Regions from separate parts of the Sus scrofa genome. Here region 1 is linked to region 2. Evidence: chromatin contacts called from public HiChIP or PLAC-seq data. All regions are on one chromosome and are shown on one strand. The core of a region is the stretch at or near the end of the contact, and the rest is flanking DNA. Distances in the headings are between cores, read along the strand shown. Region 1 has its middle 120 kb from the start of TET2. Region 2 overlaps LOC110262179 (a long non-coding RNA gene).

Evidence for each region. HiChIP or PLAC-seq counts read pairs in DNA pulled down with a chosen protein or histone mark.
Region 1: a contact with region 2 is called in an H3K27ac HiChIP or PLAC-seq map of skeletal muscle. The contact joins two enhancer-like sites. A contact is called at or near these places in 2 of 47 Hi-C or Micro-C datasets (embryonic fibroblasts and heart right ventricle) and 2 of 2 datasets of contacts at active chromatin or transcription factors (alveolar macrophages and skeletal muscle).

What each region holds. Positions count from the first base shown.
Region 1 is chr8:116,665,448-116,668,929 of Sscrofa11.1, reverse strand. No RefSeq gene overlaps it. Among named protein-coding and RNA genes, the nearest start is that of TET2, 120 kb to the right of the region's middle. Within about 2 kb of position 1,944, at least 1 of the 83 cell types and tissues checked has an H3K27ac peak or open chromatin away from gene starts, as enhancers often do. A contact at or near this core is called in skeletal muscle, where this site is marked.
Region 2 is chr8:116,590,713-116,594,471 of Sscrofa11.1, reverse strand. The region is part of intron 3 of LOC110262179 (a long non-coding RNA gene); the gene reads right to left. Among named protein-coding and RNA genes, the nearest start is that of TET2, 46 kb to the right of the region's middle. Within about 2 kb of position 1,326, at least 34 of the 83 cell types and tissues checked have an H3K27ac peak or open chromatin away from gene starts, as enhancers often do. A contact at or near this core is called in skeletal muscle, where this site is marked.

The DNA.
Region 1 (3,482 bases), core at 695-3,194, 74 kb before region 2:
TTTTAATCTCTCCTGCTAGGATTAAAATGATTTAGTGGAAGGATCTGAAACATATCAGAGAATAATATCCTGGCTAATTTTTAGCACCTGACGGTGTCACAAGATTAGCTTGCAATTTCAGGTATATTACAGGCTCCTGGGGCCCTCACTTAGTTTATTGAGTAGAAATTCAAAACTGCCTCAAGAATTTAACAGGAGTTCTGAGTTTTAATCATGTGAGCTAGTTATTGATGACACCACTTATCACATTTTGTGATTGTTTGAAGTTTTGTTCAGGAAACTGCTACAAAGTTTTCAGTTTCTAACAATGCGATGATCCTTTCTAGTTAGTTACCAATCTTGCCTTGTCATATCTCTGAACATTTGGGGAGTATGTGAGAACTTAACAAGCACACAAAGAGTGCCAGAATGCAGCTTGCCTGTCAGGCCCTCATCCTTAAGCAAAGGGCATGGTATTTATTTATTTATTTTCTTTTTATTTTTTTGTCATTTCTTGGGCCACTCCCATGGCATATGGAGGTTCTCAGGCTACGGGTCTAATCGGAGCTGTAGCCACCGGCCTACGCCAGAGCCACAGCAACACAGGATCCAAGCCGCGTCTGCAGCCTACACCACAGCTCACGGCAATGCTGGACCCTCAACCCACTGAGCAAGGCCAGGGATTGAACCCGCAACCTCATAGTTCCTAGTCAGATTCATTAACCCCCGAGCCACGACGGGAACTCCAAAGGGCATGGTATTTCTTAAGCATTTGGGAGTGACCAGCTGTTATAACAGTAATCTCCAAATTTCATTGGTTTTATACTACTTGATTTAGATCTTAATATTCAAAGTCAAATCAGACATTCCTATTCAGCAGCTTTTATCCAAACAATGACAAAATCCCAGATATTTCCATGAGTGACTCTGCCATGTCCTAGGGTCTTTTCAGAGTCCTCTGCTCAATGCTTTACACTCAGCCAGACAACAAGCAAAGAGAAAGAGACCTCAGAAAGTCGAGACCCTGGCACCCATCCCCTTCAACTCAAACTAGTTACCCATCGCTTCTGTCCATAGTGCATAGGCAAGAACTAGTTACATAGTCTCACTTAGAGGCACAGAAAGCTGGGGAAAATGGATGGGCAGCCACGTCCCAGAAACAAGTCTACGCTATGGAAGGGGAGTGTGGTTCTGTGCTGCTCAGCTAGTCCTCGCGGCCATAAGCACCCAACTGCTGGGGATAGATGGATTTTTTTGTGTGTTATTGAGGTCGAGTTGATTGACAAGATTATGATAATTTCTGCTGACAACAAAGTGATTCAGTTATACATATGCACACATTCGTTCTCTTTCAGATTCTTTTCCCATGTAGATTATCACAGAATATCGGATAGAGTTCTCTGTGCTATACAGCAAGTCCCTATTAGCCAATCAATCCATACACCTTAGTGTGCATATACCAATCCCAAACCCCCCAGTGCTTCCCTCCCCACTTATCTGTCCCCTTTGGTAACCACAAGTCTTTGAAATTCTGTGAATCTGTTTCCCTTTGCAAATAAGTTCATTTGTATCCTTTTTTTTTAGATTCCACATATAAGTGATATCATACGATGCTTGTCTTTCACTGAATTAAATCTTTCTTGTCATGAAATTTACAGTCTAGTTCTTTAATCAGGAGCGCCCATCTAATGGCTCACTGTGCTCAATTGCCTTTTGTCAACTTTACTCTCATCCTGTCTACATTGTGGAACTACATGTCCCAGAATCCCTTTCCAGTAGCATTCAAGGTCAGATCCTACAAGTAAGACATTCATGAAGATTTTAAAGAGAAGAAGCCATTTTTCTCAGTAGCAGCTGTCTGCAGGCAGATGAGATCATTGTTGGCAGCACTCTTTGGCTTTGAGCACTTCTCCTAGGAATCACCTGCTATAAGCAGGAGCTGAGATCATCTACAGAAGCTTCCAGGGGCTAACAGCCATCCTCCTGGGAATAACCCGCTTCACTACTCCATGCAGCTAGGCTCACTGATGTCAGCTCTCCAGCAATCCTGCATTTTCAAATTTGCTGAATAATAATCTTCCAGACTTTCTCTCCCACAACAATTCCAATGCTCTGGATTATAATGTTTTCCTACACAAAATATGAGAGTGATTTCTGTTTTCTAACAAACCCAAACACACAGAGGATTTAAAAGTGCAGTACATTTATTCAGTAATTCAAAAAATATTTTTCAGGAGTTCCCATCGTGATGCAGTGGTTAACAAATCCGACTAGGAACCATGAGGTTGAGGGTTCGATCCCTGCCCTCGCTCAGTGGGTTAACGCTCTGGTGTTGCTGTGAGCTGTGGTGTAGGTCGCAGACGTGGCTCGGATCCTGCGTTGCTCTGGCTCTAGCGTAGGCTGGCAGCTACAGCTCCAATTCAACCCCTAGCCTGGGAACCTCCATATGCCGCAGAGGCGGCTCAAGAAATGGCAAAAAAAAAAAAAAAAAAAAAAAAAAAAAAAGTTTCAGTGCCTAACATTTGCCAGGTTCCATGCTAGATGCTAGAGAATACAGTTTGACAGGACTGAAAGATAAACTTCTGCCTTCATTGTGCTTATTTGTAATAATCTCTGTGAAGAACACATTGTGAAACAAAAATAATAATAAAAACTATAAGATGCTATGAGAGAGGACTTTTTTTTTTCCCCCAGCCACATTCCCAGCATATGGAAGTTCCCAGGCCAGGGACAGAATCTGAGCTGAAGCTGTGACCTATGTCCACAACTGTGGCAATGTCAGATCCTTGACCCACTGCACCACAGCAGAAACTCCCTATGAGAAAGAAATTTTTTCAAGAGAGGTAAAATAAAATCTGGGATGGGTGGACTCCATCACAGTCATCAAATTAGAAAATCAAGAATAACTTAATGCTATATTACTAGTCAAAAGAAATTTGGCAAAATTCATGGAAGAGAAGAATTAATTAGATGTCTTTAATGCCTCTGCGTTATAATGATATGATATATCACAAACAGGGTCGCAATTTGTCAAGGTCATATCTTCCAGTGGCAAGGAACCCTACTTTGTTTTTAATAGTTATGCAAAATAACATTATTGTAATTTATTAGAACTTTTTCCAATATATATGAAACTTCCAGAATCAATCAGACAAGAAACAGAACTCATTCTCACTCTCACTCAATGACTTAGATATATTTTTCCCTTCCTTTTTGTTACATTGTTTAGGCATTTCCATTAATTGAACACTACTTAGTACATTTAGACATAGGATACTATTGATTAACATAAACTCATTCTTTATTTTTTTAATTATTCAATGAATTTATTACATTTATAGTTGTACAATGATCATCACAATCCAATTTTATAGTATTTCCATCTCACACCCCCAGTGCATCCTCCCACCCCCCAAACTGTCTCCTTTGGAAACCAAAAGTTTTTCAAAGTCCTACTTTGATTTTATGTAGTGGAACAAAATGTTTCATATTACCACATCACT
Region 2 (3,759 bases), core at 77-2,576:
GGGATCCAGCATTGCCATGAGCTGTGGTGTACTTTGCAGATGAGGCTGGAATCCCACTTTGCTGTGGCTGTGGTGCAGGCTGGGAGTTGCAGCTCCAATTTGACCCCTAGCCTGGGAACTTCCACATGCCATAGGGTGCAGCCCTAAAAAGCAAAATAACACAGCTTCCAGAATTCCCTGGTGGCACTTCGGGTTAAGGATCCAGCGTTGTCACTCCTGTTCATTCCCTGGTCTGGGAACTTCCACATGCTGTGGGCATGGCCAAAAACAAACAAACAAACAAAATTAAAATAGCCTCCTATGTGTTATTTAATCCCATAATAGCCCTGTGAGAAAAGCAGACCATCAGGGCAGACATGGTAATGTTAAGAAGAGGAAAAATAGAACAGAAAAGAAGGGGAGAAAGAAGGAAGGGAAAGGAAGAGGGGGGAAACTGCCTTTCAGATCTTCCCGCAATTGAATATCAGTCTTAAACCTAATAATATCTCCTAACAAGTGTTCCGGAGATTAAGTTCCACATAGTTCTTTGGACTGCCCAATTGTGATTGCTCTACAAATTCTAATATCATCATTGCCAAGCTTAGCTAGAAAATTTCTCATAAACTCATATATAAAGTTGGGGAACTTCAGAAAAAACAAAAACAAAACAAACCAAAAAAACAGTAAAGCCCAACGCCAAGAAAGGAAGTTAGGATAGAAAGAAGACAATAAGCACTAACTTGCCTATAGGCTTCATAATCTTTTTCCATGAGGCACTTTTAGCCAAGCAGTAAGCTCTCATGAAGAATGGGGTGTGTGAACACACTGAGAGTCCAGTCCGGGGGCAGAGAAATCCCTCCCATTTTGTCCTCAGCTCAACTCCCAAGATTCCCAGCGTCACAGTGTGAGTCACACTGCAGTTGCCCATGATGTGCCCCTGCACGGATGCCCTCTGCTTCAGCAGGGAATTTCAAGCTCCCGCCTGCCTCTAAGAAGGGGGGAAATCAGTGCAACGTTGTGACCAGATGCAGAAAAGCTGGCAGCCAGAGAAAACAGTAGTGCATTTGACTAATTTTCTTTTGTGGGCTTTTTGCTGTAAAGAAATTGGCCTCCGTGGGTTAAGAGAAATTCAACATTTGCATCCCTTTCTTGAATGTGAGCTCTTTGTTTCCATTTTAATAGGTCGTGGGAAGTTTCCTGCGAATATGTAAACAAGCTTTGTGTTTATTTTAATGACTTTTTCCTCCTGTTTCCGGGCTCTGGGCAACCCCACTTGAATTCTGGTGCTTAGAACAGAACACAACCAAGTTGTAACCCAAGTCTTTCCTTTTGTAAGAGGAAGTGGTGAGATAAATAAAAGGATGGCATTTCCTAGAGCATCTGAATCGCCTATTAACTGCTTAAGAACTAACTCCTCAACAAAAATTAGTCCACTGAACTAGTTTAAAAAAGAAGAAAAAAAAAAATCTTTGAAGTGACTAATTTACAACTTTGAAACCTGAATACCCAGCTAAGAAAGAACCTCTCCCTTTCCTGTTAAATCCTGAATACTGAATCTCTTCTTTACCTCTTAGTGAATCACCTTAAAGTGTTGCCATACTGATTGTCTCTACTCCCTCTCATCTGATTTACAAACCCACTGTAAGCTGGCTTCTGCCTTTACTACCTTACTGGAACTTACAAAGACAGTGGTGAAAATGACCTGCTTATTGATAAATACAGGGAATGTTTTCAAGTATTTATTTTGGTAGATTTCTCTATGGTATTTGAAGATGCCAACCACCTACTCCTTTGAGAAATTTCTCTTCTTTTGTTTTCCATGATACTGCACTCTCCTGATTCTCTCACATCTCAGATCACTTTTTTTTTTCAAGGCAGCAGTTATAAAATCATGTAATATTCTTCAAGAGGAGAGAAAGAGTTAAGGAAACACTTTTTTCATTCGTAACTCCCATCAAGTCTTAGTCTTCATTCCTGAATCCTCTTCCCATCCTCTTAAAAATAGGTGTTCTTTTGTGTTCTCTTCCTCCTCTTTGATGATCTCATTTGTTCTTACATTTTCAATATCACCTCTGCCCAATTTTCACATCTGTATCTCTAGCTTAGACTTCCTTCCTAAGTCTGTATGTCTTTACCTCCCCATCTTGACTGTAGCTATGATTATTGTCAAGAGTTCTCTCTCTGCTCCTGCAGCCAACCTCCTACCTCAAGTGCCCACCACTGCATGTCTTCCTGGGTTCTGCTCCTAGGAGCCACAGGAGCTGGCTTGCCCACATGAGCCAGGTCAGGCCACAGCGGGAGAGTCAGTAGATAAACGTTCCAGACTTCCATCCCTCAGATGGCTAATTTTTGGAGGCATTCTTCGTTCTTCTCAAAAGTCCCTTGTTGCCCATATAAGGTTGGGTTGAATAAGGCACTCTATTGTCACCATCTCATTCTTCTTACTTGGCCACTCATGGTTTGTAGGGTCACTTCCCAAATAGACCACCTGTACCCAAGCTCTTATCTCAGGCATTGCTTTTAAGGAAACCCAAAGGCATTTGGTACCAGGAATGGTCCTGGAAAGCAGACCCTCAAAATGAAATTCCATGGCTAATTTGTCTCCTGAAGCAGGCCCCTCCTCCAGCTGGAGGAGAAGGATGTCTCTTACCTGACAATCTTGTAAAGATCTCACCTGAGGCAGATGCCTAGAAAGATGATGCGGCCTCCTCAGAACCCACCAAGTCTCCCCTTATAATGCACAAACCAGTAACTATGGCCATGACCCACTATTCACTGAGTAGAGAAATACAGTCCCTGTTCCAGAAGAAAATAGCTTTTTTACAAAAAAAAAAAAAAAATCTAGTACTAGCTTATATACATTGGCAGGACTGGGAAGAATATGTGCAGGAGTGGATTTTGAGGGTTAAGATGGGGAGGGAGGAGTTCCCATTATGGCTTATCATGTTAAGGACGTGATGTGGTCTCCATGAGGATAAAGGTTCAATCCCTGGCCTCGCTCACTGGGTTAAGGATCCAGTGTTGCCACAAGCTGTGGCATAGGTCATAAATGCAGCTGGGATCTGGTGTTGCTGTGGTGTTGCAGGCCAGCAGCTGCAGATCCAATTCGACCCCTAGCCTGGGAATTTCTACAGGCCGCAGGTGTAGTTCTGAGAAGAAGAAGAAAGAAGAAGGAAAAAAAAAAAAAGTATGGGGAGGCAGTCTATGAACTGAACAGGGAAGACTTATTGACATTGAAATACTCTTTCATAACTCAGGATTTAATGTCTTGGCAAGAATAACAGAACCCAGTCCTAACACAGAGCCGGAATGCCTTCTTAAATCTTAGTCACAATTATGGCTTATAAAGGTAGAGATAATGGAACTGCCTTGGCAGAGTATTGAAAAAGGATTTGGAAGGCTCAGGAAAAAGGGAAAGAATACACCCTAACCATTTTCTGCAGGAAGGCCCAGAGGACACTCCCTTTCCTAAACCAACAAAGAATAAACTTTTGGGGTGAGATTCTGTTATATCTTTGAGAATTTCAGTGGTAGCGCTTCTCTGTAAGCCAAGGTAGATATGAGGAATTGATGTCACAGTGGAATTCATTTCTGTTGTACCAGTGAAGAAGGTAGGATTCCAACACAGTGAGAGACCAGGTTTTTGCATTTAACAGGCAGAGACAAGATCAAAGTGATTACCATAATGAGCATCAAATCCAGAATGGCAATCAGAGTGCCTTGACCTTGGTGTTCCTGGGAGTGACCCAGATCACCATCTGACTACAGACAAAAATCAAG